Regions from separate parts of the Sus scrofa genome. Here regions 1, 2, 3, 4, 5 and 7 are each linked to region 6. A link is a contact called in public Hi-C and targeted proximity ligation data. All regions are on one chromosome and are shown on one strand. The core of a region is the stretch at or near the end of the contact, and the rest is flanking DNA. Distances in the headings are between cores, read along the strand shown.

Evidence for each region. Hi-C and Micro-C count contacts between places; a contact is called where the count stands out from the background.
Region 1: a Hi-C map of liver shows a contact between it and region 6, with 6 times the contacts expected there. A contact is called at or near these places in 3 of 47 Hi-C or Micro-C datasets (all in liver) and 2 of 2 datasets of targeted methods (alveolar macrophages and skeletal muscle).
Region 2: a contact with region 6 is called in a Hi-C map of embryonic fibroblasts, with 1.7 times the contacts expected there. A contact is called at or near these places in 5 of 47 Hi-C or Micro-C datasets (embryonic fibroblasts, fibroblasts, liver and 2 more) and 1 of 2 datasets of targeted methods (skeletal muscle).
Region 3: a contact with region 6 is called in a Hi-C map of embryonic fibroblasts, with 2.8 times the contacts expected there. A contact is called at or near these places in 2 of 47 Hi-C or Micro-C datasets (embryonic fibroblasts and fibroblasts) and 2 of 2 datasets of targeted methods (alveolar macrophages and skeletal muscle).
Region 4: a contact with region 6 is called in a targeted proximity ligation map of alveolar macrophages. A contact is called at or near these places in 13 of 47 Hi-C or Micro-C datasets (embryonic fibroblasts, fetal liver, liver and 6 more) and 2 of 2 datasets of targeted methods (alveolar macrophages and skeletal muscle).
Region 5: a Hi-C map of retroperitoneal adipose tissue shows a contact between it and region 6, with 2.1 times the contacts expected there. A contact is called at or near these places in 9 of 47 Hi-C or Micro-C datasets (alveolar macrophages, embryonic fibroblasts, heart right ventricle and 5 more) and 1 of 2 datasets of targeted methods (skeletal muscle).
Region 7: a Hi-C map of embryonic fibroblasts shows a contact between it and region 6, with 2.8 times the contacts expected there. A contact is called at or near these places in 1 of 5 promoter capture datasets (liver), 29 of 47 Hi-C or Micro-C datasets (adipose tissue, alveolar macrophages, blood and 17 more) and 2 of 2 datasets of targeted methods (alveolar macrophages and skeletal muscle).

What each region holds. Positions count from the first base shown.
Region 1 is chr3:110,899,788-110,903,751 of Sscrofa11.1, forward strand. The region is part of intron 11 of BABAM2 (BRCA1-A complex subunit BRE); the gene reads right to left. Among named protein-coding and RNA genes, the nearest start is that of FOSL2, 59 kb to the left of the region's middle.
Region 2 is chr3:110,738,836-110,742,959 of Sscrofa11.1, forward strand. PLB1 (phospholipase B1, membrane-associated) reads right to left here and starts at 2,400. Exons shown (of 59, transcript XM_021087673.1): 1 at 2,256-2,400.
Region 3 is chr3:110,879,215-110,883,399 of Sscrofa11.1, forward strand. No RefSeq gene overlaps it. Among named protein-coding and RNA genes, the nearest start is that of FOSL2, 38 kb to the left of the region's middle.
Region 4 is chr3:110,824,876-110,828,816 of Sscrofa11.1, forward strand. FOSL2 (FOS like 2, AP-1 transcription factor subunit) reads right to left here. Exons shown (of 4, transcript NM_001315740.1): 3 at 2,965-3,072; 4 at 1-580. The coding sequence ends at 59. Among named protein-coding and RNA genes, the nearest start is that of FOSL2, 16 kb to the right of the region's middle.
Region 5 is chr3:110,666,609-110,670,831 of Sscrofa11.1, forward strand. PLB1 (phospholipase B1, membrane-associated) reads right to left here. Exons shown (of 59, transcript XM_021087673.1): 22 at 1,227-1,335. Among named protein-coding and RNA genes, the nearest start is that of PLB1, 73 kb to the right of the region's middle.
Region 6 is chr3:111,494,568-111,498,718 of Sscrofa11.1, forward strand. No RefSeq gene overlaps it. Among named protein-coding and RNA genes, the nearest start is that of SUPT7L, 35 kb to the right of the region's middle.
Region 7 is chr3:110,787,728-110,791,799 of Sscrofa11.1, forward strand. No RefSeq gene overlaps it. Among named protein-coding and RNA genes, the nearest start is that of PLB1, 49 kb to the left of the region's middle.

The sequences.
Region 1 (3,964 bases), core at 1,049-3,548, 590 kb before region 6:
ACGTCTGTAACAGAAGCCTCCGTTTCCAATTCTCCTAAACCCCCATGGTGAATCCATCCTGAAGCTTCTTCCTCTTCTTCCCCGACGTTCTGACACCCTGGCTCCCTGACTTGTTACCTTGCACAAAACTGCTGCTTCTGCCGGCGACACAAGGCTCACGTCGCCTGTCTGTGACAACGACATCAATTCCCTTTGAGTGTGGGTCTCTGTCACTGCCCCACCCTTCATCTGCCCACACTCAAAAGCCTGGCACGCCATGATTTTCACGATTAACACGTTCCCTAGGTTACAGTTTTGGGATCGTGCCTGCCCTCCTTTGAGAAGCTAAAGGTTCTCTCCAGAAAAACTGCAAGTAGGTCTCCTCGCTGCGATGTTACCTGTGTCGGCAGGGGTGTCATAAGCCCCCCGAAGCCCGCGCGAGGTCCGGGGTGCCAGTCCCACTGCCACTCCCCCCAATCTGGCCACTGGCGCCTCCTCACCTGGGCCATTTCGGTCATGCTCAGGCCAAATGCCCTCGGCCTCCGCAAGTCCTCCCGGTCACCAGAAGGTTCTCTCCCTGCCTGCAGACGCCGTCTGTGCTTCTCCCGGGCCACATGTCATGTGTACACATGGCTCGGGAGCCAGGCTGCACTGCCAGCCCTGGAAGGCGGGGACCCCCAGGCCTGCCTCTACAGAGCACCCAGCGAGGACTCTGTGGCTGTAAGGACGGTAACTGCTGACGGCCACCCATTTGCAAGGGCAAGTAAAGCGTGTCCCTTACACGCGGTTCAGGAGGTGAGAGAGAGCACCTCCAGAAAGCTGGCGGATGCGACGTTCAGGTTCCAAAGAAGAAAACTGTAAAACTATAGTCCATTTGCAAACTTTAACCTGTGCCAACAGTTGGCGAGAAGGACAACGCGCCCCCTCCCACCCAGGTCCTGATCAGGACGGTCCTGAGTCAGTCAAATCCCTACCTCTTCTGGGACTTCGGACGGCAAAGCGCACAGTCCGACTGTGCTCCTGGGAGGCGGGCACTGTGATGAGGCAGGTGGAGCCGCAGGCCTAGAGCGAGAGCAGCCTGGGCTCTGTTTCCTCCGGGAGGAGGGGGGGACCAGCCCGCCTGGATGGGACAACGTGTGGGCACGAATTTTGTCAACCGGCCAGCTGCTGCCGTTCATTCCTTCCCCGAGTTTCACCTGCCCGTGTTTGCTGAGGGGAGCCTGGTGGCCCTTCTTCAGAGGGTCCGGTGTGGACAGGTGGCAGCCAACCTCCACTGCATGTGCTTGGCTGCCTGAAGTACACCTCGGAGTGTGACCCACCCCAGCACCACAGGGCGGGGTGGCGCCCCGTCCCAAGTCACAGGTGAGGACACCACAGGCAGAGGCTGTGGGCTCTGAGACAGGTGCCTGAGGAGTGAAGGGTGCTGGCTGCTGCTGAAACTGGCCCCGGGCCCCGGGGTCCTGTCTCCCCACTCTCGCTCCTGGGGTCACCCTGGGCCAATCAGATGAAGCAAATCTCACCAGCTCAAGTTTTTCTCGGAAACTTCTGGGGGAAGGGGCTGCAGCAGCGCAAGCTCCTTCGACCGAAAGGTCTTGGCAAGAGGGAGCAAGCTTTACGGCAAGCTCTTTCCTTCTTCAGAAAGTTCAAAAGTTTCCTGTTCTGTCCTGGGCTTTCCCTGCCAGGGCGAACTGCGTGATGCCGGGGGGGAAGCAGTGTGGAGAAGGGCTATTAAAAGGCATGGTGCTACCAGCTGTTGTCAGCGAGCGCTTCTCAACGCGGATCCTCACGACGTCAGCTCGGGGAGCAGAGGGGGAGGGGAAAATGGCAACTGGCTCCCATCCACGTATAGATTTTTTTTTTTTTAAAGCACCGTTTTCATTTATTTCAGTTGTTATCAGAGAGAGTGGAGCGCTGCCCGGAGCCTATCGCTTGCCAATGGCACTAGCTGTCTGTCACCTTTTATAAAACCCTTTGACCCCCAAGACCAAGTGTGTGGTAAGCTTGCAAAGTGTCAGTGCGTTACAGGGGGTGGGGGGAAGGTTTTCTCACGTCCCCTGTCCCCGTTCACTGGCCAAAGGCACCCGTGGCGAGAGAGGCCTTGAGTCCATCAAGCGCCTCGTTCTGCTCGCACTGGAAGGGAAATTATTTTCAGACCAAATTGGAGCTAAATGGGACTTAGGACAACATAAGCTTCTGACCCTCTTCACGGATCTCAGCCCCTTGCTCTGGGTGTTCGAAAAACACAACTCTGTCCAATCCCAGAGTCTCAGGTCAGCCAAATTAAACTTAAAGAGCTGAGCCCAGGCCGAGGCCAGGTAGGTTTTCCATGAATTGGCTCCTGGCCTGAGCACACAGGCGCAGCGGGGGGTGGAGCAGGCTAACCCTGAGATCAGGAATTAGGGCGCCGGCGGGGGGGCAGAGGGGCTCGGCGGGACTACCTTTCCAGGCCTTGGGTCTCGGGGTAAATCGCTTCTCTTTTCTGGGCACCTACAAAGCAGGGAGCTGTGCCCGATGACCTCCGAGCCCTGCAGGCTAGGGGCTGTGAAGGACGGGGAGTGTGCGGTGCAGGCCTGGAGTGGCCACACCTGGGCTCAAGGCCTGGCCCTGCTCCTTCCTGGTTGCCAGGCATCACCTGGGCAAGTGACTCACCTCTGCAGCTTGAAGTTCTTGGGCTGAGAAAGGGGAGTGATCATGCTACCTTCAAGCGTAATCACTGCTACCCAAGCCTGGTGCCTGGCTTACTAGGTGATCAACAGAGGTCCACTGTTACCATGGCGACCCAGCTGGGTCTGAGGGGGAGAGGCCGAGTCTGTGGGAACAGCCAGAGCACATGTGGCTGCAGAAGAGAAACCCCCCGTGTGGACGGAGAGGCCCTGAGGTCCTTGCTCCGGGTTCATCCTTCCCCCGGGGCCTTCTTAGATCGCTTTTCATTTATCATGTTGAGCTGACAGGTGGAGGCACAGAGATGATCCATTTCAGCACTGGACACCCAACCACCGTCATCGGGACACTGTGTGTCTCCTGAAATGCAGCCCCGAGCTGCTGGACGCATACTCGTGGGGTCTAAGGCTGAGCCCTGCAGTGGGAGGCACCTATGCCCCTGGGTGGCTTCTGCAGAGCTGCTGCCCTGCATGTAGCTCTGGTCAAAGGGTGGGTCAGGGGGAGGTCACTTAGGCAGAGGGATATTTGAGAATCACATGGCACTGGCTGCCCCAGATGGGGGTATCGAAGTTGGCCCAGTCCTCAAATGGACCTTTTACTGTCCAAGAGAACATGTATCCTAAGGCAGGGGGCGGGGGAGGGGGCGCAGTGGGGCAAGTAGAAAGAGCACTGAACCATGAGCAGAAGACACAGGTCCCAGTCCAGGCCCTGGCTCGTTTCCTCACCTGGAGCCGGGCCTGGGTTTCCTTCCCTGTAACCAGAAGACGCATATACCTGGTGATCTCTAAGTGCCACTAGTTAACGGTTCTAAGACAGCCAAGTGACCTTGGCCAAGCCACTTAACCTTTTAGTGTCTTGCCTCATCTGTTGAATTAGGCACCAGCCAAGCCCAGGCCCCGACGAGCCATAGGTGGTGAGCGGTGGTGGAGGCAGGAGTCGTCATTATCTGGGATGCGCTTTCACGCACGCGGCAGAGTCCCGAGCAGGTGTTCAGCAGGTGTTCAGAGGCACCGGCAGTTCAGGAGGCGGAAAGAGGGCCTGTTCCTCTTGGTCGCGCCTCTTCCTCCCATCAAGAGGAGGACCAGAGGCGGGGAGCCCTCACGAAGATGCCAGGGGAAGTAATGCCTGGAAAAGTCAATCGCCCACCCACCGAAGGGAAGGGGCTGAGGGGGCTACAGGGTGCGGTGACAGGGAGCCTTCGGGGAGACCCTCGGACGCCTCAGTTAGGAGCCTCTGTTCAACAAGCCTCCTCTAAAGGGTTTTTCCCCACCGGGACCACAGCGCTTGATTTAGTCAATGGACCTTTTCAAAAGAACAAAAGCCC
Region 2 (4,124 bases), core at 1,150-3,649, 750 kb before region 6:
TTCTCATGAATTTAATTTGGCAGATGACTGGACCATTAAACACACACACACACACACACACCAAAAAAACTTAAATAGGATCTAAAATAACTGAGAGCATCGCACATAGTTAGGGGTAACTCATGTTTTGAGAAACTTTCATTTCAGCTGCATGTGGTGATGCAACGTGTATTTCTCAACACAGGTCACAGTAAAAACAAACAAACAAGTAAAAACCACTAACTCACATCAGATCCACGAGGAAACCCCTAGACCTTGAGAAAAGAAAAGAGATTGTTTTTTTCTTCCGGGGAAGGATGGAACATATACCAAATACCCATGTGTGAGGAAGTGGAAGCAGTGCCCGCGATTGGATCTGGGCATTGGGAAGAAGCACAGATCAAGCTTTTGAAAGGTTGTGAGCAAAGAGTAAGTGAAATTGTTCTCTTCAACAAGGAAAACCGAGGAGTTCCTGTCGTGGCTCAGTGGTTAACGAGTCTGACTGGGAACCATGAGGTTGCGGGTTCGGTCCCTGGCCTTGCTCAGTGGGTTAAGGATCCAGCGTTGCCATGAGCTGTGGTGTAGGCTGCAGACGCGGCTCGGATCCTGCGTTGCGGTGGCTCTGGTGTAGGCCAGCAGCTGCAGCTCCAATTCGACCCCTAGCCTGGGAACCTCCCTATGCCAAAGGAGAGGCCCAAGAAAATGGCAAAAAGACAAAACAAGGAAAACCGAGTCCCTGGCTCCTGGGTGAGCTCTGCCAGTGTGGTGGAAGCGTGTGCCAGTAGCCCCTCATTTAGGACAAGTACCCAGTGGTGCTGATTTTACGAAGACTCAGAGCTAGAAGAGGAAAGGTATGCGTTAGGGCTGTGGGAGGGGTGGAACCAGGAGTGTCTATTAGAATACTCAGCACGGATGCCTGTGAGCCCTGAGAGTGGTTTCAGCTTTTCTGAAGCACCTGCTGGCCTTCATCATGATGGCCTCGTATCACCCACTCCCGCATGGACATGGTCCCATGTTCCTGGTGGCCTCCGGAGGGAGAGGTTGGGCCTTTCCCTTCCTGCCATCTCGGCAGGCAACCCCAGAACCCCTCCCCGCCAGAGCACCTAGCTCAGTGTTCCGCAATACGAATCCCTAACAAATCTTCATTCGTTGGGTGAATATTCTCCAAGGGCAAAGAGAATAACCAAGCCTGCTTTCTCCAAGATCCTTCCCAGCCACAGGACCAAAAGGAGGCTTAAATCAGGCATTGTCCAACTGGAACATTATCCAGACACTAGTGTTCCTGTGTATACAAAACACAAAACCTATGTATACACACACACACACACACATACATGCAAAACACTGTCCAATGCAAGTAACTGAGCAGATTTAGCTTCCTTCGGGGTGGAGGATTTTCTTATAATCAATATACTAAAGATAAGAAGATTTTAATTAAGGAGTGAGAAAGTTGACAAAATGCAGAAGGGACCAGCGATGTATGGCTAGGGGAAAAAAATACAATTTTCAAATAGCACAACCTTATTAATGATTTAAAAAAAAAAAAAGGGTGAATCCCAGGAGAACATACACTCCATGAAACCTGGCCTCCTTGTTCTCTGCTATGTCCCCGGCAGCTGGCAGGTCACCTGTTGTAGCAAGCATTCATTAAAGATTGGATGAGTAAATAAATGAATGAAAGAAGGTTGCTCAGGTACTAAGGGTAGAACCTGGCATGCCTGCCCTCTGCACCTCAGCCCCGGAATGGCCAAGATCAAGTCAGAGAGGCTCGGCATAGCAGATACCAACAGAAAGCCCAGGGCTCACGTCTCCCTTCTAAGAAGGAGACAGGTTGGCCAGCATGGCCGGTAGGCACTGAACACAGGAGAAGCTGTGTGCCGGCTCTTCCAGAGCTGAGATCCCACAAGGAAGGGCTTGGGGGGGGTCCCCTGGGGGAGACTGGGTGTGAGACACCCACTGGGAAGAGGCAACCCAAGCGGACTATGCTACGTGGCCAAGCTTTCCCTTATTCGATTCCTTTCGCCTCCTGTGAGAGCTATGATCTGCTCTTCAGATCAAAGGGAATAACCCAAGCCTCCTGGTCTTTCCTGGGGATCTCACATGCTTCCGACCTTGCTGGGAGGCTCCTGGCTCCCACGGCCCTAACCATCCTGGCCTGACCCCACACGCCTCCCTGGCCTGTGTTCAGAGCAGCCCACTTGCCAAAAAAGGCTTCTCCTGGACCAGGGGTGCTGGGAAGGAAGAGAGGCTCTCTACCACCAGCCAGGGGAGCTTACCAGCTGGTGCTGTCCCTCCATCCACACGGCAATCCAGAATGGGGCCTCTGGGCCTTTGGCTGGGGGGCAGAGGATGGCTGTGGCCTGGCGTCACCGGCTTGCTGTGGGGCTGGGCTGTCAGCCATGCCCACACACACTGTACGTGGTGTTAATAGCTCAGGAATGATGATGATGGTGCACAAATGTGTTTGCTTGGCTGGCTCCCTGTTTACCTTTGATGGGCACCACCTGGGGAGAAGGCTGTGCGGTGGGCGGGGAGCACGGGGGTGGCAGTTGACTGGCCTTCTGTCCCAGGTGCTGATGCAGATGGGCTTGCCAGACCAGGCGGGGCCTGGCAGGCAGATCTGCGCTGAGTTCCAGCCGTCAGGACAGCCAGGTTGGGCTCGGGCACAGCCCTGAGGAGTTTTGTCACCCCAGGTTCTGTTTTCCAGGGAGCACCTGTGTGCCTCTCCAAGGCACTGCTGGTCAGCCTGCCGTTCTTCTTTCCTTGATTCTGGAAGGACCTTGTTAATAAGTAGAGGGTGATAACCAATTATACCCCAGAAGAGAAAACCTGAGGAAAAGGATTTTCCAGTTCCTAATTACCTCCATTCTAATCGCTGCACTTTTTCCATTCTGAAACATTTCTGATTCTAGTAAGCCACAGAAATGTTTAGAAACTTGCCCCCAATCACATAGAGAGCATGTGGTGAGGCCAGAATTTTCTTGGCTGTACCCAAAACATGCAAAAGTTCCCAGGCCAGTGATCAAAACTGTACCACAGCAGCAGCCTGAGCTGCACCAATGACAATGACGGGTCCTTAACCCACTGAGCCACCAGGGAACTCTGAGGCCAGATTTTTAACACTGGTTTTTCTGCTCCAAAGGCCGACCCTCTTAACCCAAGACACAGCACTTCCTTATTTTGTTCATCTGGGTTTGTTCCCTGATTGACCCTTGGAGGCCTCTTAGGGGAAACAGGTGCGACCAGGAGCACCCAGGGCTGTGGGCCTTAATCACAGGCTCTCCAGAGAGCAGCGGGAATCTCAGTGTGGTCTCTGTGGTCCACGGGGACTGGATGCCTCCTCCTATACCCCACTCACTTTCTTTGCTCCAGGAGCCACCTGGAGCCATTTCCCTATTGGTCCTCTCTGTTGACATTGAGGTCCATGTCTTCTTGATCAGAGTGAGGCACCAAGCTCTCAAACTTCAGCCTCTCTTCCCTGGATCCCTGTACCAATCCCTGGCTCATCCCTGGGGTGGGGTGACCTTTTAAAACCCCTTCTACTCACTGGTCTTCCCCACCTTCATTGTGGCCTCTGCTCCCACTAATCTACCAGAAACGCCCAAGATCAACAGTCTGTTCAATTCAGTGGACAGTGAGGTCTTCAGACCCCCTCCTATTGACATCTCAGCAGCATTTCACGGCTGGGTAGCTGCCTCTTCTCAGAAAATGCTACCTTGGGCCCCCATGCTTCTAGCTCTCTGGTTTCTTCTCTCCAACCTCTTCCTTTTCAGCCTCCTTTGCCCTCTTGCCCTCTGCTGCTAGAGCTGCTCAGGCCTCTGGCCTGGACTCGTCTCCCAGGGTGATCTCACCCCCCACCCCATGGCTTTATTTCAAATCCATGCGTCAATAATTCCTACTGTTCAATTTCCAGCCAGCCCTCTCTTCTAATCTTCAAACCCCATAAACCCATTGATTCATTGATTTGGCATTTCCTCTTTGATGTTTCATTGGCACCTCAAACTCAGGAGTTAAGAAATAAACCTATGATCTCCTCCCACTCATTTGCAGTCCTACAGGAAGTAACAAGAATGGTTGTAGATGGACCCAAGAATGATCCTGAAATCTTCTCCTCCTCAGTCCGAACAGGTCATTCATTTCTGAGT
Region 3 (4,185 bases), core at 922-3,421, 610 kb before region 6:
TCTCCCCCCAGGAGGTGGCAGGGGGAGCGGGGCATGACCTTCTCTTCATCCAAATTCTTTTTTTTTTGTCTTTTGTCTTTTTTTTAGGGCCACACCTATGGCATATGGAGGTTCCCAGACTAGGGGTCTCATTGGAGCTACAGCTGCCTGTCTACACCAGAGCCACAGCACCGCGGGATCCGAGCTGTGTCTGCAACCTGAACCACAGCTCATGGCAACGCCGGATCCTTAACCCACTGGGTGAGGCCAGGGATCGAACCCGCCACCTCATGGTTCCTAGTTGGATTCATTTCGGCTGCACTACAATGGGAACTCCCTTCCTCCAAATTTTTACTGGGCCTTCCCCCGTACCAGTCGCGCTCACTCCACTGGGTGCTGCCAGGGGGTGTAGGAAGGCGAGAGAATACAGAGACAAAAGACCTGGTTCTCATCCTCGGAGGACCAACACCCTTTTCAAGGATGATGACAAGGACGAGGGCCAGCAACGCCACAGTGTTCGTCATTGCCTTATTTAGCGAGCATGGCTGTGCACCTAGCCCCAGACCAGGCATGTCACACACGTATTTAATCCCCTTAAAAAAAAACAAAAACAAACAAAAAAACAAACAAAAAAAAAACCACCTGTGAAGTAGTCATTATTCCCTTTTTACAGATGAGGCAACTGAGCTCTGGTCTCTCACTCAAGGTCACCCAGGGAGGAACCGGCGGAACAAGGATTTGACTCTGGGATGGTTAGACTCTAGAACCCGGGTCCTCGTCCCAGCGCTCCAAGAACTCTGACCTGAGGCAGGACCCACGTTCCAGAAAGATGTATACTGAGCGTGCAGAGTGGTGGGGGGTAGGGGGAGAGCCAGGGCCCCATGAAGGGGCCACGTGAGGCAAAGGGCCCCCTCCAGAGGGCACCAGCCTGAGTCAAGGTTCCTGGTGTATGAGTGAGGGCAGCACATGGTTCCATCAGGACAGCGCCTTGGGCCTGGGAAGGGGGTGCCTTTGGAAAGAGAGATCAAGGCCTGAGTGGGCAAAGCAGGTGCTGGGGGATGGCCCCGACCCTGGTCTCAGAAGATTGCATCCTCAGGGTCAATGGCCAGTCCCGGCGGGGGCGTCTCCGGTGCTGGGCCACCCTTTCCTGCTCTGTGTCAACCTCCCGCCTCACTCCCTGTGGCCAGGATGTCCTCCCAGGTCAGCTGCAGGGCCTAAGCCATCCCGAGAGGAAAGCCTGGCAGCTCGCAGATGGGTGGGTGTGTGGGCTGAGCTGGAGATCTGGACCACAATCCGAGCTGATAGAGCCCACGTGGGTGGTCTCTGGGAGAGCCTGGGAGGAAACCAGGCCGGGCGCCTCCGTCCTTAGCCTGGGCTCCCAGAGCCCAGTTGGAACAGGCGCATCCGTGCTGCAGCTTGGCTGGCTGCAGGGCCTCCAGATGCTTCAGATACCAGAGTCACCACTGGTCATCAGGAGTTGCTCCCAAGCGGCCACAGCGCCTGCACCCCTCCCCGCTGACTCTGCCTGCAGTCCTGGTGGGGTGCGGGTGGGAGAACTTTCCTGAACTCAGGGGCTGTGGGGGGTGGGGTCCATCCCAGAGCCAGGGCCCTGGGCAGCTCCTCTCTGCCCCCTGCCCTCGGCCACCCTCTTCTCTCATCATTCCGCCCTCCCTCCCTCCATCACTGGGAGTCTTGGTCCTTGGGGCCCTGGAGCAGGCAGAACCCTGAGCTGGTCTGCTGGACCCAAGGGTGACTGGGAGGTGGGGGAGGGGCAGAGCCAAGGGCAGTGAGCCCTGAGCAAAGGCGCTGGGATGGCGTCTGAGCCCAGCTCCCCCTGGCTCACGCTGCTGGCAGGAGGCCCAGGCTCAGAGCCGGCCCCACAGGCTGATGCGTGACTGAGAAACGGCCTCCTGGGCCCTGTTCTGGGTGGGAGGGGCCTGGGAAAGTCAAGTTGCTGGGCCTTCCCGGCCCTGTAAGGCCAGCCCAGGCTGTGTGTGGCAGCTCGGGAAGCACAGAAAAGCTGTTTTCTTCATTAAGCATCTGGGTGGGGACTGAAGGAATCAGCAGGAAAGCTTTTCCAATCATCCAGACTTGGTTAGGCAGCCGGGCCCCCGAGGGGGAGCAGGTTTGCCTCCTTTGGTCCTTAGAAGGCTGCTCACTCTCTCCCTCCTGCCGTGGTAATTAGTCGGGGCCTCTCTGGAGGGTGAGTGGCATTTTTCCATACTGTCCTGCAGTCCAGCTGTGGCCTCTGGCTCTGGAACCCAGGAGGGGCAAAGTCCCCAGGCTGAAATTGCTCCTCTCACAGTGGGCTGGGTGAGGCCCACCTAGAGGCCAAGCCTGAGTGACACAGGGGCCAGAGATGTGGCTACCACAGGCCCTCAGGCAGTGGTAATGTACAATGGCTGCTGTGGCCACAATGACCTCTGCAGGTGGCCAGGACAGTGAGGGGCAGCTGTCAATGACCAGCCCTTGATGTCTCTGGAAGCCATCAGCCCCCCATCTCTGGGTACCACTCCCTGCTTTAATTTTGGAGGTAGGATAAGAAGGGCCAGTGACTGGCTGGATGAGGGGATTAGAGAGAGTGGGGGGTGTCTCCTGGGCAACGTGGGGAGCCATCCTCTGAGCCAGAGGCCCAAGGCCCCTCCGGGCCTGTGCTCTCACCTCCTACCTGCAGAGGCTCCCACGTCCCCTCCACTTCCAAGGTGGGATGAGTGAGGTCACGTCTGCCTGGCTCTAATCAGTCTGTGGGGTCAGTGCTCTAGAAACTCACACCTTCCTCTCTCTACTGACACCTTGAATCATGAAAACGTCCAAATATGCGCAAGAGGAAAAAGGATCCCCAGTGAGCCCACCCCTCGGCCTCAGCATCGCTAACAATTTTCTAAACTCTTTCACTTTCCCACTTTAAAAAAACTACTTGAAAACCATCCTAGACATCATGCGAGTATACCCATAAAGGTTTCAGGTTTTATCTCCAACAGACTGAGCTTGTTTGTTTGATGTAGTCCCAATCCTACGTCTTAGCCATTGTTGATAAAGTTAACGATGCTTTCTTTTTAAAATATTTTTTTAAATTACAGTTGGTTTGCACTGTTCTGTCAATTTCTGCTGTACAGCAAAATGACCCAGTTATACATATATCTACATTCTTTTTCTCACATTATCCTCCGTCATGTTCCATTGCAAGTGATGGATATAGTTCCCTGTGCTATGCAGCAGGATCTCATTGCTTATCTACTCCAAATGCAATAGTTTGCATCTATTAACCCTAAACTCCCAGTCCATCCCACTCCGTCCCCCTGCCCCCTTGGCAACCACCGGTCTGCACCCCATGTCCATGAGTTTATGTCTTTTCTGTAGATGGGTTCATCTGTGCCATATTTTATTTTATTTTAATTTTTTATATATTTTTTATTTTTATTTTTTGGTCTTTTTAGGGCCTCACCATGGCATATGGAGGTTCCCAGGCTAGGGGTCTAATCAGAGCTACAGCTGCTGGCCTACGCCAGAGCCACAGCAATGCCAGATCCAAGCCATGTCTGCCACCTACACCACGGCTCATGGCAATGCTGGAGCCTTAACCCACTGAGCGAGGCCAGGGTTTGAACCCGCAACCTCATGGTTCCTAGTCAGATTTGTTTCGGCTGTGCCACTACAGAAACACCTTTGCCATATTTTAGATTCCACGTTTTAGTGATATGAGATGGTATTTGTCTTTCTCTTCCTGACTTATTCCACTTACTCAATATGAGAATCTCTACTTCCACCCATGTTGCTGCAAATGCATTATTTTGTCCTTTCTTATGGCTGAGTAGTATTTCATTGTGTATATGTACCACATCTTCTTAATCCATTCATTTGTTGATAGGCATTTAGGTTGTTTCCATGTCTTGGCTATTGTGACTAGTGCTGCAATGAACATACAGGTGCATGTATCTTTTTGAATGACGGTTTTGTCCAGATATATGCCCAGGAGTGAGACATCGTCCATACAAATGTTTTCTTAGGTCAGTATCCCAAGAAAATAGAAATAAAAACAAAAATAAACCAATGGGACCTAATCAAACTTATAAGTTTTTCACAGAAAAGGAAACCATAAAAAAAAAAAAAAGACAACCTACAGAATGAGAAAACATTTGCAAATGATGCAACTGACAAGGGCTTAATCTCCCAAATATACGAACAACTCATACAACTCAACAGCAA
Region 4 (3,941 bases), core at 501-3,000, 670 kb before region 6:
TGGAAGGTGCTGGTCCCTGGGAAGGAGGCAGTGTCGAGGACCCCCCCAGGGAGCTGGGTTACAGAGCCAGCAGAGTCGGGGAGTTCAAGGAGTCTGATGACTGGTCCCCACTGCTACTGCTTCTGCGGTGAGCCTTGGAGCAGGACTCGGAGGGCGACGCCGGTGACTCCTGCTCCAGGACGCTGGGGTAGGTGAAGACGAGGTTCGAGGTGCCCGGAGTGATGGCAGGAGTGGAGGTCACCACGATGGGGGTGTGCAGGGGCTCCTCCCCATAGAAGCCCCCAGCGATGCTAATGGGCTTGATCACGGAGCGCTGGCCCTTGTCCAGCCCCGCGGACGAGGATGAGGGGCTGTCCTCTTCCAGGGGCTCCTGCTTCACCACCACGGCGCCCACGCCTCCGCTGCCCCCACTGCGCAGGGGCTGCAGCCCAGAGGCCGGTGGGGACCGACGCTCCTCAGGGCTGATCTTGCACACAGGCCCGTGGGCCACCAGCATGAACTCCAGCTTCTCCTTCTCCTTCTGCAGCTCGGCAATCTCCTTCTGCAGCCCCGACTTCTCTTCCTCCAGCTCCTCTGTCTCCTGCAGGGGAAGAGGGGTGGGTGAGGGACAGCAGGGGGTGGGCTGGGGGGTGTCAAACCCAGGTGAAAAGGGTAAAACCGACCAGAACCTCAGAGGACCCGCTCACAGCCCACTGCTTCGGAGTCACCTGCAGCTTCAAGGTTCCTTTACTTGCCAAAGGAGTAACAGTTTGAGAAAAAAAAGGAAAGTCAGCTTAGAGGAAGGGTGAATTAGCCATTGTAGCTGCCATGACCGGGCACTTCCTCTGTGCCAGGCACTGTGTGAAGCATTTCACAGGCATTCTCTCATTCAATGTAGCAGTTTTTTGAAGCAGGTGTTATCAGCAACCCATTCTGCAGATCAGGAAACTGAGTTTCCAAGAGGTTTAATCATTTGCCCAATGTCACAGAGCAAGCAAGTAGGGTTGCCCAGATCTGACCCCAGTGTGGCTGACTCCAGAGTCGACATGCCACTACACTTTCTGCCTTGGTGGCAGGACTGCCCCCTGGGACCCCAGAGGGGTGAGTAATAGTGAGATCTGAGGGGAAGGCATGCAGCTGCCCCACCCCCTTCTTGTAGCTCACTCTGGACACAGAGACACTAAGCTCTAAGCCACGTGGCCGTGGAGGTTTCTGCCTGCGCACATGAGCCCCGGACAGCGCCTGGCTTGTAGGAAGTGCTCACTTCATCCCCTTTGGATCATATTCTAGCTCCTCTTCCCTTTTTGGCTCCCAGTAAAAAGCATATGTTTCAGGACTCACAGAACCCTGGGCAAACATCCAGTTCAGCCCCTGCGCTTGAACAGAGGAGACCCCGGACAGCCTGAGCAGGCCTGTGAGGATGGCAGGGACCCACTGCAAGGACCGCAGCCCCTCCTGTCACACAAAGCCAGAGAAGCAGCAAATGCACGTGGAGGCGGTAGTGACGGAAGACGAAAAGGCATGTGTGTCACACCAGCCTCTTCGCCACCTTTCCCTAACACAGATTCCTCTTTGAGAACCAGGCAGCATGATGGGCCAGAGCTTCGCTACGCAGAGCACAGCATATTCCGGAGTTAAAAAAAAAAAGTTTCCATCTATCGCAAGGGTCTGATGAACGTCATGAGCTTATGAGAGGTTTCCTGTAGAGGATGTGGCTCACGGGCCTGGTGGCTGGGTCGTGGGGAGGCGGGGGAGTGAGGGTGTGAGGCTCTCGGGGGAGAGAGGAAAGGAAAGCATAGGGGCCTCGGAGGGCAGACTCTTCTGGGGCTGGTGGGAGGAGGGCCCAGGTAGACCCAGGGCGCATGGTCCCTGAAAGGTCAGTGACAGGGTGGGCTCCGGAGGGGGTCTCCTCGTGGAGTGCTGGTCACTAAGGGATCCACCTCACCTGGCATCAGAGAATCCCCCCCCCAACCATCCTCCCGATTCTATAAACACCTCCAGGGCACATGACTACAGGTGCCATGGAATTCACGCAGCGCAGGTTCAAGACCCAAGAGCAGGGGCTCTGCGGTGGACACAGCGGAGCAGAGGCAGGTGGATGGTACCTGGGAGGAGTAAATGAAGTAATGGGACATGCCAGGTAATGGGGAGCTCCAGAGCACCGGCCTGGCTGGTCACGGTAAGGACCACCGACAGAGTCTCTCGCTTCTCCTTTTGAAAATGGTTCCACCCCGGGGAGAGCCAGTCCTGGCTTTGGACTTCCTCCCCATGGCCCACGGCCCATCCCGTAGAGCTGGGCTCTGGAGGGAGGTTATGAGACGCTGATCGGGTCAAGCATTTGCGAGGGACACGCAGGGCCACGGGCCCCCAGGTGTGGGCAATTAGGCAGCCGGGGAGAAAGAATGACTCACAAAGGCAGAATGAGGTACCAAAGTGACAGCTTCAGGCTCACAACAGAGGCGGGGAACCCTCCTGCCCACAAAGGAGATGAGAAAACCCCGAGAGAGTACAGCTCAGCTGCACGTGACCCATTCCCATGAGACCCAGAGAGCGTCAAGACCGCTGCAGAGGTGAAGGACCCCAGACAGCAGGTGTCTCTGCTGCCCAGACAAGATGCTAAAGCTAGGCTGGACCGCTCCTGCTGCAGCGGGCATGGGGGGCAGCTGGAATCTGGGCAAGGTGCCCTGGAGGGGGCAGGTCTGGGCCTGCCCGGGCTCCCAGGGCCCAGTAAGACTGGCAGCCTCTGCCATCCCTCACCCAGGAGTCCCAGCAGGTCTTGGGCGCTGAGGGAGAAAGGGGCTGAGGCTGGTACTCAAGGCCACACCCCCGACACCCCTTTAATCAGGGCAGGGCTGACCCGTGTGCTCAAAGGAAGGAATGGGTCTGTGTGCATGGACTCATACGTAGGTCACCAGGGCAAGGAACGGGAAGGGCCAGGAGCCCCGGGGTCCCTGCTCGGTGGCCACCCCGAGCAGAGCGCCTCACCGCCTGCAGCTTCTCCGTCAGCTCCCGGCGACGGTTCCGGCACTTGGCTGCGGCCAACTTGTTCCTCTCCCTCCGGATTCGACGCTTCTCCTCCTCTTCAGGGGACAGCTAGAGGTCAAGGGCAAGGATCGCGGTCAGGCTTGAGTAAATGGCTCACCAGCTTTTTGGCTTTTACCCGCATTTTAAGGAGGGGAAGAAGCCCTTCCAGGACGGGGCGGGGGCAGGGAGGCAGGAGGAGCGTGGCTCAGAGGTCCCAGGACACGCAGCTCACTGCTGGTTTGCGACAACACTTGGAGCTGGACCCCCTGGAAGGGGGTGTCATGGGTTCGAAGGGAGAGCAGGACGGCCGCGGGTCAGGGACTCACCAGCCCAGGTATGACAGCAGCATTTATCATGTCAGCCCTGACTCAGTGCCAAGGCCTGAAAGAATGAGCTGGGACGGCTTCCCCAGAGAGCCCCCTCGTGCCAGCCAGGCCTGGCCCCACCCAGCTAAGCAGCTTCCTCCAAACTCTGCCTAATTACTCCTCCCCAGTACTCTGCCTGCTCTGCAAGCCTCATTATCCCCATTTGATTAAGTAGCTGGGCCCAGAGGAAGAACCACCCAGAGGGGTATGTTCGGTCGCCAGAGGGAGGGCCGAGGATGCCACCACACCCCGAGCTTCCTCTGCCAGCTGCTCACAGCTCAACCCCGATGACTTGCCAGTGTGCCTGGCACGGTGCAGGCTGTCAGGACCAGCAAAAGGAAGGGGAGCCCGCAGGTGGGTTACACCCTGCTGCCCACCCCCATCCACTGGTTCAACCAACGAACGAGCACCTTCTCTATGTGCCAGGCAGCGTTTGAGGGGTTAAACTATCAGCGAGCCAAACGAACAAAATCCCCTCGCAGGGCTTACGATCTAGCTCCTTACAACAAGGCTGGGTAGGGGCCCCCACAGCTCACTTCAGGAGAGGGCAGCAGCGCTGCCCACTAATGGAGC
Region 5 (4,223 bases), core at 1,038-3,537, 830 kb before region 6:
ACCACCAGCTGACACATGCTTGGAAAAAAGCAAGATTGTGGTCACAGCAACATGAGCCTAAAATTTTATGCCTTTCACCCCTCCCCCACCAAAAGGAAAATGAAGCCACAGAATTTGTTACAAGAACTGTTAGGTTTTGTACGATATCTGCTTTGGTCCATGTGTGCCCTTTCCTGTCATGGATAAATAAGGGTTCCTCTGGTGGGGACTGCTGTTCAGGGCTGTGCTGAGAGCTGGGAGAAGGTCTCAGGGGATCTAGGAACCAAAACCTAGGAATCCCTTGGAACTACATGGTAAAGTGAGGTTTGTGATGATTCTGGAAGAAACATAGGACTGAGCATCAGAAAGGATCATTCTGTTCACTTTTCCTAGATGGATGTGGCATGCCTTGGTCTGCTGGCCTGGCAGCAAATCCCAAGAGGCATGCAGGGCTCCGGAATTGTGGAGAGGCCTGGAGCTGTAGGACCTGGAGAGCTGGACCCTGCTTGCTGGAACCCTCCACCACGACCCTGTTGTCCCGTCACTCACTCACAGTTTTCCCCAGGTGGGTCGTGCAGCCCTGCTGCATGGCTGCTGGGACCACTATCCCAACCCAATGTGTCTGCATGATTTTCAGCTCCTTGGAACTGTCCCATTCAACATGGCACTGAGCCTCCCAGCTGCCCCGTGGGAGAGGGTCAGCCCCAGTTCTTAGAGGCCAAGGCTTAGAGAGGCCAGGGGAGAAGCCAGGGCTCAGGCGCAGACCACCCCCAAGCCCCGCCCCCAAGACTGGCGCTCTTCCCAGTAGCCAGGAAGGATGCCAAGTATGCAGCCTGAAAAGCAAGTTGGAGGCAGAGGAGGAGAAGAGGGCAGGAAAGGCAGAGCACTGCCAGAGTGATAAGACCTGGGACTCAGACAGAGTCTGCTCACGGCCGCTGCCTTAGGTGAACATGAGGTTTATAGAGGAGGCAAAGTCAACTGCTCAAAGCATGTACCTGGCATCAGAATCAACTGTGACTAGTTCCTGGAGGTCCAGGGAGGGGTGGGCTAGCAGGTTTATGTGTCCCACAAGAAGGGACAACCCCAAGAGAGCCCACCCCATCCAGTCTTTGACTTTAGACCCTTGCCCTAGGCCAACCCCCCAACCTTCAACCATACACCCCAGTCTAGGTCAACCTAGAGGTTCCCAGAGGATGTGTGTGGTTCACCACCACCCCCGCGCCCCCGCCCCAGGGCCCCCCACTCACTCTGCTCGGGATCCTGCCACAGCCTGGTTTAGAAAGGCCCCAGGGCTGTTTTCTCTTCCTGTCCCAACAGAGAAGCCTTTCAGGGAAGGGTTGAATTCCCGGAGGATGTCTGGAAATGGAAGAGATAAGTGTAGTCACTGCCCCAAAGCCATCTCCACATTCCTTTGATAAGCACCAGGGGGGGCTGGGGACAAAGCAGGGGCCCCACCCCACAGCTCTCAGGCTTACTGTTCACTTGGCAGTGAAACAAACCATCCAGCAGGCTGGTGCTGAACCACGGGGGCAGCACACACAGGTGCTGTGAAGTAGGGTTGAATCAATGCCAGGCTGGCTCAGGTGCTGCTCTCAGGCACTTTGCTTTCTTCTCTAAATATGCAATTGCTTCATTCGCATGTCATAAAATTCGCCAGTTTAGAGTACAACCTGATGGCTTTTAGTTCATTCATACAGTTGGGCAACTGTCCCCCCAAAAAACTTCAGAACATTTTCATCACCCCCAACGGAGCCCTGTATCCATGAGCTGTCTCCCCCCATTTCTCCCAGCTCCATGGCAACCTCTAAGTTACTCTCCGTCTCTACAGGTTGGCTTCTAAATCTGGACGTTCGTATAAAGGGAATCGTACAATACACGATGTCTTTTGTTTCCGGCTGCTTTCTCTTGGCAAGTTTTTTATCAATGGTCATCCGTGTTATAGTATGAATTGGTACTTCATTCCTTTTTAGTGGCAAATAATAAAGATCCCATGTGCGACTATATCACGTTTTCGGATTTTAACCTAACTTGGCATTCCTGGGATAAATTCCACTTGGTCATGGGGTATGATCGGTTTTATACTTGCTAGATTTGGTTTGCTGGTATTTGGTTGAGAACGCCTCCATCTATATTCAAAGGGGATACTGATCTGTAGTTTTCTTTCCTTGCCGCGTCTTTGTCTTATTTTGGCCTTAGGGCCTAATTGACAATAATACTGGCCTCATTGACTCAACTGGGAAGTAGTCCCTCCTCCTCTATTTTTGAGAGGAATTTGTGAAGAATTGGTATTATCTCTTCTTTAAATGTTTGAGGGAAGTCACCAGTGAAACCAGAACAGCCTGGCTTTTTTTTTTTTTTTTTTTTTCTTTCAGATGGGAAGTCTTTCAATGATGGATCTCTCAGCTTCTAAATCTATTCAGATGTTCTATTTCTTCTGGACTCAGTTCTCGGTAGTTTGTGTCTGTCTAGGAATTTGTCCATTTCATCTAAATTGTCTAACAGATTGGCATACCATTGCTACCGTTGTTCAAAGTGTCATCTCCTAGTCCTTTTTATTTGTGGACTAGTGTCTCCTCTTTCATTTCTGATGGTTAGGCGCTCTCCCCTCCCCCGTCCACCTTGGTCAGTCTAACTGCTTGCCAATTTTGTGCATCTTTTCAATCTCATGCATTCTAATGCCTTTACGACACTGGATCTACACTTGACTTTTCACTTTCCCATCTTCCCCAACTTGGCTGAGAAATCCTGACAGCAGGATCTGTTTACACCATTGCATATGCTCAATAAATTCTTATGGACGTGTTAAGAATAACTCCAAGTTCGGAAAAGCTGGGGGGGGATTGTTAAAAGTCATATGGTTACTGAGAATAGAATCCCAAGCTAGAATCTCAGTCTCTCGGCTCCAGTACATGGTACTTCCCCCTGGCCCAAAAGCTACTAGGATGTGGGCTAGACACTGGATGGGTATCAGTCAAGACTTTCAGGCACCACACCATCCAGCAGAGTGCTCTTGATCAACAAGCACTGCCATGGGGTCTACACAGCACAGATGGATTGAACTCATTCCTTGTGGCTTTGGGGGCGTTGTACCAATGGATGGCAATGCCTCTGATCTCTTGAACAGAAGGAAGAGCTGTGAGATCACTAGAGCTCTCTGAAGTTGGAAGAGATTGTCCTAGACTCCCCGTTACTGGAGGAACCCAGCAGAGGCCAGTTAGGTACTTAGCAGGAATATCACAGAAAGACACTACCCATCGGACAGGGCAAGGACTTGCTGGTGCGCCGTTACCGCTGCCAGAAACATGCCTCTCTCTCTTTCTTCACCTGATGAATTCCAGTTCTTAAAGTCCCTTTTTAAAAGGCAGTGTTAACAGCCTTCTTATTTTCTTTCCCCTAAACTTTGGAGGTGGCTACAATTATTGGTACACGTGTCTGTCTTTAGGGAGACATGGCCCTAAAGAGCTTCAGGGATGTCGTCTGGCCAGGCATCATTCTCCTGTTTCCCAAGCACCCAGCACTGGAGTACTTGCTGGATTCAGCTGAGGAGGGAGCTGAACTGAGGTTCTGGTCTGACCCTATGTTCTCCTAAGTTTTCCAGCATATTTCCATGTGCTTATTTCCCCATGGATGACCCCGTCCCTACAATCAGTCTGTCTTTACAATGCTAGCAAGGGAGTCTGAACAGGCAACGGTTCTGTCCTTGGGCTAAGTGTGTTGGGGGATATTGTCTCAATCTTGTAGAAATCCCTTCAGTGAAAAGTCTTATACGCTTTTTTTTTTTTTTTTTTTTTTTTTTTTTTGCTTTTTAGGGCTGTACCCTTGGCATATAGAGGTTCCCAGGCTAGGGGTCGAATCGGTGCTACAGCTGTCAGCCTACACCACAGCCACAGCAATGCAGGCTCTGAGCCACATCTGCGACCTACACCACAGCTCATGGCAATGCCAGGTCCTTAACCCACTGAGCGAGGCCAGGGATGGAACCCGCATCCTCATGGATCCTCATCGGGTTCGTTAACTACTGAGCCACGACGGGAACTCCCAGTGAAAGGTCTTGAGTCTGATAATTTCCTCTCGTCTCACCCACCATAACAGCACGGGAATTAGAGAGCTGTTGTATATGCTGGCCTAGCTCACAGCCCAGTCAATTACATTCACAAAAGCAACCAAACCACCTCCTGGCGATGGCGGAGCTTACTTATAGCACTTGTGTGTGGACCTAGAAATAAAGAAGACACAGTGCTTGT
Region 6 (4,151 bases), core at 139-2,638:
CTGACTCTGGAACATTTACAAGATGAGCCAAAAAATCACAAAAAAATGGTTTGCTCTCGGAGCTAAAGGGCGGGGCAGCCAGGGTGGGAGACTAACTTTTTGGCTTGTCCTTTGCGATCTTTTTCCCTCCTGCCCTCAGGAACCAAAGGGACTTTAATGGGGTTTCCTGCCTCAGTCTTTCCAGAACCAGCATGTGACCAGACTAGAACATTCACCTGTAAGACTCCTGGTTCTCAGCTGCACCCTCATCAGCTCTGTTCCAAACCCCAGCTTCCACCCTCTGAGTTCAAGCCACAGCCTGATCCACCTGACCAGCCCGGGTATGGAGGCACTGGGCCCAGCACCTGGATCCTTCTGCCCCCTCTGCCTGCAGTAATCTTTCTCCCTGATTGTGAGCTCCTGTTTGTCCTTCAAAACCCAGGTGTCATGTCACCACCTCTATCTAAAACCTTGAATGGACTCCCCAGGGAGTCTGCCGGCTACTTTTTAAAAATTTAAAGAGCCCAACCAGGATAATCAGGATAGCTACAATGCTAAATTTTGTTGCTTTTGTCAGACTGGATACTAGCTCAGTATAGCCCTGTTAGTTATTGTTGAGCAGAAGTACTTATCTGCAGTTACATAAATATCTGGCTACAAAAAACTTGGAAAGGACCCCCGTAAAAATGCAATTTGTCTGGCTGACAACATAATTTATTTACACCTTAATTATTCATTAATTAAGGATGGCAGAAGGGCTGGGGTAAGGATGACAAAAGGAATCCCAGTGGTAAAAAGGTGACTCTGAGATCCTACATAGCCTTTGGGTGCAGGTGCTGGCTGTCTCATTTCCCCAAAAGGCTTAGTACACAGTAGGTGCTCAGAAAGTCCTCATTGAATATTGTGTGTGAAGATGTAGGAGTATGTGAGGATGATGACACTGGGGTCGCTGAAGCTACTGTCCACCCCAGTTGGCTGTCCCATAGGCACTAGATTCGGAACAACTCAAAGCTGTCCTCCCTGGGCTCTTTATCCTCAACCGGGAGACATGCCAGTGCCTTGCACGCACCCAAGTAGCACTAAGGCTGGTCAGGACTTGGGGACAGGGCTGTGTATTCCGGAGCCCCTCCAGGGAGCAGGGGTAACAGCCTGGATTCCAACACCCACGGCAGCCCCCCTGCCCCTTTGCTCCAGGCAGCTCCGCAAGAAGCCTCGTCTGGCCAGCTGTGGGAGGTGCCATTCTCTTTCATTGCCAAGATTAGCTCAGACCTTAAAAATCACAGCCTGGCGCCTGCTCTTCTCATGACAAGGGAAAGAGTAGATGTCAGAAGCCTCCTTAGGTATCTGGAAGAGAACAGCTCCCTCCGCTCCCTCCCTTCCTTGTATGAGGTCATTGAACCAGGATGACAAAGCAAACAGTGATGTGTTGGGACTTGTTCCCGGACTCATTCCAGGGTTTCTCCAGCCCCTCCCTCCTCCTCCTCCTCCTCGCAGAATGGCAGACCCAGGTGTGGACAACAAACTGAACTGGATTTGGTCCTGGGGATCTGGGAGACAGACCCTAGTTGGGAGGCATCCTCTGTGATGGTGAAGAGGTCCCGAAAGACCCTGGTGGAAGTGGGAATGGGAGTATTAGCTCCAGTGGACACCTGCACAGTCCTCCAGGCTTCCGTGTGCTTTCATGTATTCTCACATGTGTTAAGGGGGGCAAGAATTCTTTTCTGACTTTACAGATGCGAAAACTGAGACTTGTGTATAGTCAGCAACTTAATCAGGGTTACATGGCTTGGGTGACAGAGCCAGACTTCAGATTAGTTTTGTGACTCTAGTTACAACACCTTCCCACCTCACCACAGTTCCTTCAACTTCACTCATTGGTACACCTCCTTTACACTTGGTACCGTGTTGCAGGCCACCGTGCATTATTGGCTTCATGTTCTTCTTCAAATAAACTCACTTTAAAAATTGACCTCAGGGGGGAAAAAAAAAAAAAGAAAAAGAAAAAAGAAAGGAGCTCCCTGGTGCTCAGTGGGTTAAGGATCTGGCATTGTCACTGCTGCGGCTCTGGTATAGCTGTGGCGCAGGTTTGATCCCTGGCTCTGAAGCGGAACTTCCACATGCCAAAAGTGTGGCAAAAAAAAAAAAAAAAAAATTTTTTTCACCACATTCTACACCATACATATACATGTGTGTACGTAAGTATATATTCCTATACGTAACTGCTAAAATTAGATATTTTTTCATTCTCCTCCCCTAAAGGCAATTCCCATAAGGCTGCGCAATTTGAGAAACTGCCCAAATGTCCCCCGCCCTCGCGGCATTGCTAACGATAGATCTTTATAGGCTGGTAGCCAAGTGGCTGCCCTTGTTGAAATGCTCTGCCAGTAGGATCACTCAGGGCTGCCACTGTCATTGTTAGGGCTGTGCCTCCAAATCACAGAATTACTGAATCAGGAGGGATAAGAGAGAGATCATGGAATCCAACTCCTAAAGGGCAGAACCTTATACAGCACACCCACTCAGAGCCCTCAAGATTAAGGGAGCACCATTCCAAGACAAAAAGAGGAACCAGATGTAGTCTTTGCTCCAGAAACTCGCAAAGCTTACAAACATAAACTACTGAAAACTAGAAGGAATAAGCAGAGGATCTGGAATCGTGGTTCCACCATGAACTTGGCATGCCTTTGAGCAAGTCTCTTCCGGTTTCTGAGCCTCAGTTTCCTTAAACAGAGGTGATAGTGTCTCCTCTTTTTACCTTTTAAGTCTGATAAATAAAAATTCAGAGTTTGGAAATGAGTGATATATCAAAATATCAATCAAATTAGATACAATTTTTGTCAATTGTTCCTCAATAAAGACAGCGCGGGGGGGGGAGACAAGTGTGAAAAATTCTCTGTAAGACAGTGTGTAAGTAATAGATAGGCAATGCCTAAACTCCTCCATAAAATATTTGCATTATAACTAGAGAAAGACTTTCTCCAGGTGGAACTAAGCACCAGAAACAGGCTGAGAAGACACTGGTGACCTGACCCAGCTTGCTGCCCCAAACCCTTTCAGAATCCTGATTTTGAGAGAGTTCAGGATCTGATTGTTACTCTTGCTTTGCTTTGAAACGCTCGTCTACTGGCTTTGAGCCCCACCTGCAAATTGCTGCATAGTGATGGGTCTTTACTGCCCTCTTGTGGTCACTTCTTGCCACAGTTGCACTGACTTTTGAAGCGGTGTGCGTGACAGCCAGAGGAAACCAGAGCCAAGCCTCACGATCAAGATTTTCCAGAGCCAGCAGAGGACTTAAAGCCCAAATTAAAACCATCTGCTGGAATCCAGAGCTTCTTGACGGGAAGGGGTAGTTTCGCTTGATTTTGCCCCAAGTAGGATAGGAATCCAAGCCTCTGCCTGCACTAACCCTGTTAAGACGGTTATCGCCTAGACTGTCCAGCTTGTCTGGAACAAATTCTGGAAATGAAAGCAGCTCAAAGGTCCCTTCTCCGCCCCCAAAACCCAAGGGTAGAAAGGTCCAGGACTAGAACTTGCCCTCCAACCCTCACCCCTGTAAAGCAACAGTTAACAGAGCACCTATTTTGTGAACTGGGAGGTGCAATGAGGAACAGGTAGCGTACAAAGTGAGATGGTTCCTGTCCCCAGCTCATAAGGCTCGCAAACATAAATGACCCAAGCACACTGCATACATACAATTAACGGATATGGGACCATCCGAGCAAGGGCCAGAAATCAAAGTGCTGTAGGGCTAGTGGGGAAAGAGAGCCTACTAACAAGCAGGGGAACAAGAGCTTCCTGAAGACAATGAGACTCAAGACAGTGAGACTCATTTAAAGAAATGAGCAGGACCTTACCTAGCAGACGTTAGCAAGATCACAATGATGCTGATAATAACTACATTTGGGGGAGCCAACTGTGTCCAGCGTGGCTAAAATTTGAGAGATGGCTCAGTTATTTAATCTCGACAGCGATACTGAGGTATTTTCCCTATTTAAGAGCCCAGGAAACCAAAGTTCAAGGCCATGTACAGCAAGTCTTGATGGCAAATATTGGAAGAATTAAAAGCAAAAGTTGTGTTTGGGTCAAAGAGTCTATTATTACTAGAGTATTGGGTGTACTTGGTCAGGTGCAGAAAGGAAAAGACAAGGGCATATGGGAGTGAGTTACGATGA
Region 7 (4,072 bases), core at 419-2,918, 710 kb before region 6:
CACTGGGCATCATCTCGTGTAACTGGGTGAAAATCATGACAATACCGGCCCGGCCCGGCCCCGATCCTGGCCCCGGGGGAGCATTGCCTTATTTAGCGGTGCCACCCCCAGAAGAGGAAGGAAAGGAAGGAGGAGGAGGGGGATGAAAAGCAGATAGGACCAAAAGAAGAAGAAAGAAGAAGGCATGGGTGATTCTGAGAATTAAGGGTAACTAGTGACGTCATCACGGGGAGTGTTTCACCAGGTCAGTGGGTGGGGGCAAGGCTTGATGACTCACTCTTGAGACGGGCCCCCCCTCCCAGAGAAGTCATTCATTTACTAAGTCATTAAGTCTTTCAGCACACGTGTATTGGGCTGATGTGTGTCTCAGACACTGGACTAGGCACCAGGGAGGCAGAACTGAGAAGACACTGGGAGCTGGTAGCAGGTGGCCTGGAAGGGAAGGAGTTCTAGGGCAGAGCCTAGGTGTGTGGTGGGGGGTGAGAGGGGGAGGCAGGGGAGATGTGACCAGAGAGAGGCCAGGGGGCACAGCACTGTTCAGAGGGAGTGGCAGGAGAGATGCCCCCCCCCGCCCCGCGGGGCGGGGGGAGAGCGGGGTGGGGTGGCCTGAGATAAGGGGTGTGGGAGGAGTGGGCTGGAGCCAGACGGAGGGAGGGGCAGGGAGTTTCAGGCAGAGGAAGGAGCATTGTGCTGGAAGGCACGGAGGTTGCGAGGTTGCGGGGTGGGTTGGGGGGGGCGGTTTGGGGAACTGTGAGTAGTTCCTGAGAGCGTGCAGGGGGAGGTGGCGAGAAATGAGATTGATGAGCTAAGGGCAGCTGATTCTGAAGGTGCTGCGATGCTCCTTTCAGGCAGTGAGGCCCCCCGGCAGGTGCAAATGGAGGAGCAAGGTCAGATCTCCCCCTTGGGAGAGGAGATAGACCCTTTGTCTGGAGCAGGCAAGTGACCCTGTGAGATGGTGACTGGCTAACTCAGGAGAGAGGCTGGCCCCAGAATGGAGCTCTTACGGGGGGGTCTGGCCTGCGCTGGGGTTTTCGTCATGCATCACCCCAAGCCGCCCTCCAGGGATCATTGGAGGTAGACCGGATTTCCATGGGGAGCAGGTGAAAAGGCTGAGACGTGTTCAGCCCTGGACCTTGCCCGTGCCCCTCAGCCAGCAAGTGGCAGAGCCCAATCAGAAGCCAGACCATCTGAGCTCTTAGGCGCTTCCAGACCCGGCCACCATGAGGCCTCCCCAGGACCTCCTGCTTGAACTCATTTCCCATGATTTTCTTACAGCTCCACCCCAGCCACGACCAGTTTCCTGGGATGCCCTTAAAAACAGCCAGGCTTCGAAGTGCTGTGCACCACCCCGCCTCCACCTTCTCAAACCCATGCCCAGTCCTATTCCATCACAAGACCAGGAGCCTCGGTCCCCCCCGCCCCCGCCAAGCCAGGGGCTGGGGGCTCCTAGCTGTGTGGACCCCCATACTCTCTCCCTGTCCCAGTCCTCCGCATCTCCTGGAAGCTACTGTGACTCCCTCCTGTGGGCACTGGAGCCAAGTCATCCTCCAGGCCACAGCCCGCCAGGATGACGAGGGCTCCCAGGAGGGACCCTCACCCCAGAAGTCCCTTTTTCAAACAGGAGACTGGGATGAGAGCCACGAGGATGGCCTGGCATGACAACAGCAGTATCGGGCCTCGTCCAGGTTCCTGGTGGCTCCTGTGCTGCGCAGGAGGAAGGAAAGACCTTCTCCACCTGGCTTAGGGAGCCAACACGGCCGAGATTTCCTGGCGATAAATTCCCAAACATATTTTTGTTTCTCCCTCTAACATTTAACCTTGGGTATATTTCAAGGGAAACGCTACTCTGTCTGCTTCTGATTCATACCCACTGAGCTCATCAAAACCAGAATTATTTGGTAATCGCTGTTGGGTTTACTGGATGCCCTCTGGGATCTGTAAAAAAAATCTCTGTTCCTCAGAAACAGGAAGTTTCAACAGGAGGACAGAGGCTTGGTTGCAAAAATCAAAATTTGAATTCTCCCTGCGTATTGGAGAGGCATTTCCTTCCTCCCGCCCGTCAACAAACATGGAGTGCGCGTCTCCTGTGTGCAGGGGCTAAGAACACAGGACTTTTTAAAGGGCCTCGGAACTCATTTGCTAACAAAGTGATTTAAGTAAAAATTTGTTTTCTCACAGTTCTGGAGGCAGAAAGTCCAAGATCAAGGGGTCTGCAGGGCTGGTTTCTTCTGAAGCCCCTCTCTTGGGCTGGCAGGTGGCAGCTTCTCCCTGTGTCTTCACATAGTCAGCCCCCTGTGTGTGTCAGTGTCCTGATCTCCTCTTCTTATCAGGACACCAGGCACACCGGATCAGGGCCCACCTGTGTGATCTCATTTTAACTCAGTTACCTCTGTAAAGACCCCATCTGCCCATACAATCGCATGAGGACTTCAACCCGTGAGTGTGGGGGGAGCACAATTCAGCTGATAAGAGGCTCTGTTCTCATGAAGTCATTCACCCCTGACAATGGCTTTCTCTTTGATTTCCATCTGAGATTAGCCCCTGAGATGATTTAGGACACACATCCTGTGCTGTGAGACGGAGGCCGGTCGATGCCATGCATTCGGTACGGAGCTGTCAGATCTGGATTCAAAGTTTGCCTCCTTCACTTCCTCGCTGGGCGAGGTAGCCCAAGTTACATCAGCTCTGAAGCTTGCGTTTCTCACGGTTGTCATGGAGATCATGCTACCCTTCTCACGGGGAGCTTTCGAGAAGATTCGAAAAGATGCAACACGTAAAACACACCACAGTGTCCGGGAACGTCGCAGACGCTCACAAAGTGGGACTTCCTTTGCCAGGTGTATTTCCTGCAGGGGTTCCTCTTCCAAGAAGTGAGGAAGCGTTCTAGCCATTGTCTCGGGAGGAATGTGCCAGCAAGCGTCAGAAACTCTGGCTCAGGGTTAAGATGCTCGATTCCGCAGCCAGTCCAGCTGAAAGGCCTGACTGCTGTCCTTGGCCCCTCAGGCTTGAGCCAGAAGGACCCTTCCTTCGTCACCTCTCACAGTCTGGGCCAGCCGGGTCCCCAACTTTCCATCGACAGGGGGTCCCCTGGCTTTTCCACCTGTCACTGCCTTAGAAAAGGTTTTATCCTGCAGGCAGCCAAGCCCCAAAGCAGGAGGAGGGGACAATAATCTGGCCTCGGATCTCATCAGGATCACCCCCTGCTGGGACCTCTGTGAGATGGTGGGGGGTGGGGGGACCACGGCTGGGTCCAGGCAGAGCCCCGCTGGGGAACGCTGGTCTTGCAGAGCAAACAAGCCCAAAGGCTGGCAAAGCCTGCCAGCCTCTGGACAGCACAGTCCAGAGATGTTGGTGCTGGATGGACTCTCCTGGGGACCTGGGTTCTAAGCCAGCTCTGGTCATTCCCAGCAGTGCGACCTTAGCAATTTGCATGACCTCTTTGACCTTCAGTTCCCCTCCAAGAAGCACCTGGGATAACATGTCAGAACAATGCACGTTCACACTGTATTCATGGGTACCCGACTAGCAGCCCCTCTCTGGGCTCCCCCACTTCCTCAGCTGCTGACGACTGAAGGGAGAAGCCCTTGTTGCTGTGGTTTCCAGTTTCTTTCAACTGCCAGCATTCTGCGCACACACACACACACACACACATACACTGTAGCATTTCCAGAGGGATGAGGGCCCGTGCTGGGCCCCATGGCCTCTTGAACACCGTCTCACCCCCACAAGTGTGAGCCTCTCCCCTCCCCCTCCCTCCTCCCTGAATTACTCACACTCCTGGAAACATGGCTGATGACTTCGGGATGAGTAAGAGGCGCTTGCGCGTCATGGCCAGACTGCTGGGAGGGTGAATGAGTTCAATGCTCCCTCGAGCAGGGCCACGGAGCCATGTGCCAGGAGCCCTCCTGGGGGAAGGGGCCATAGGACCCTAGACGGGAGCCAGGCTTGACTCAGCAACCAGCTGGAAGTCCTTTCCCGCCTCTGCCAACCCCTGGATGGCCATGGCCTTCTCAGCACCGGGTGACAGCCCCGACCCCTTCCTGGGCAGCCAGGGCAGTGGGCCCAGGGCCCC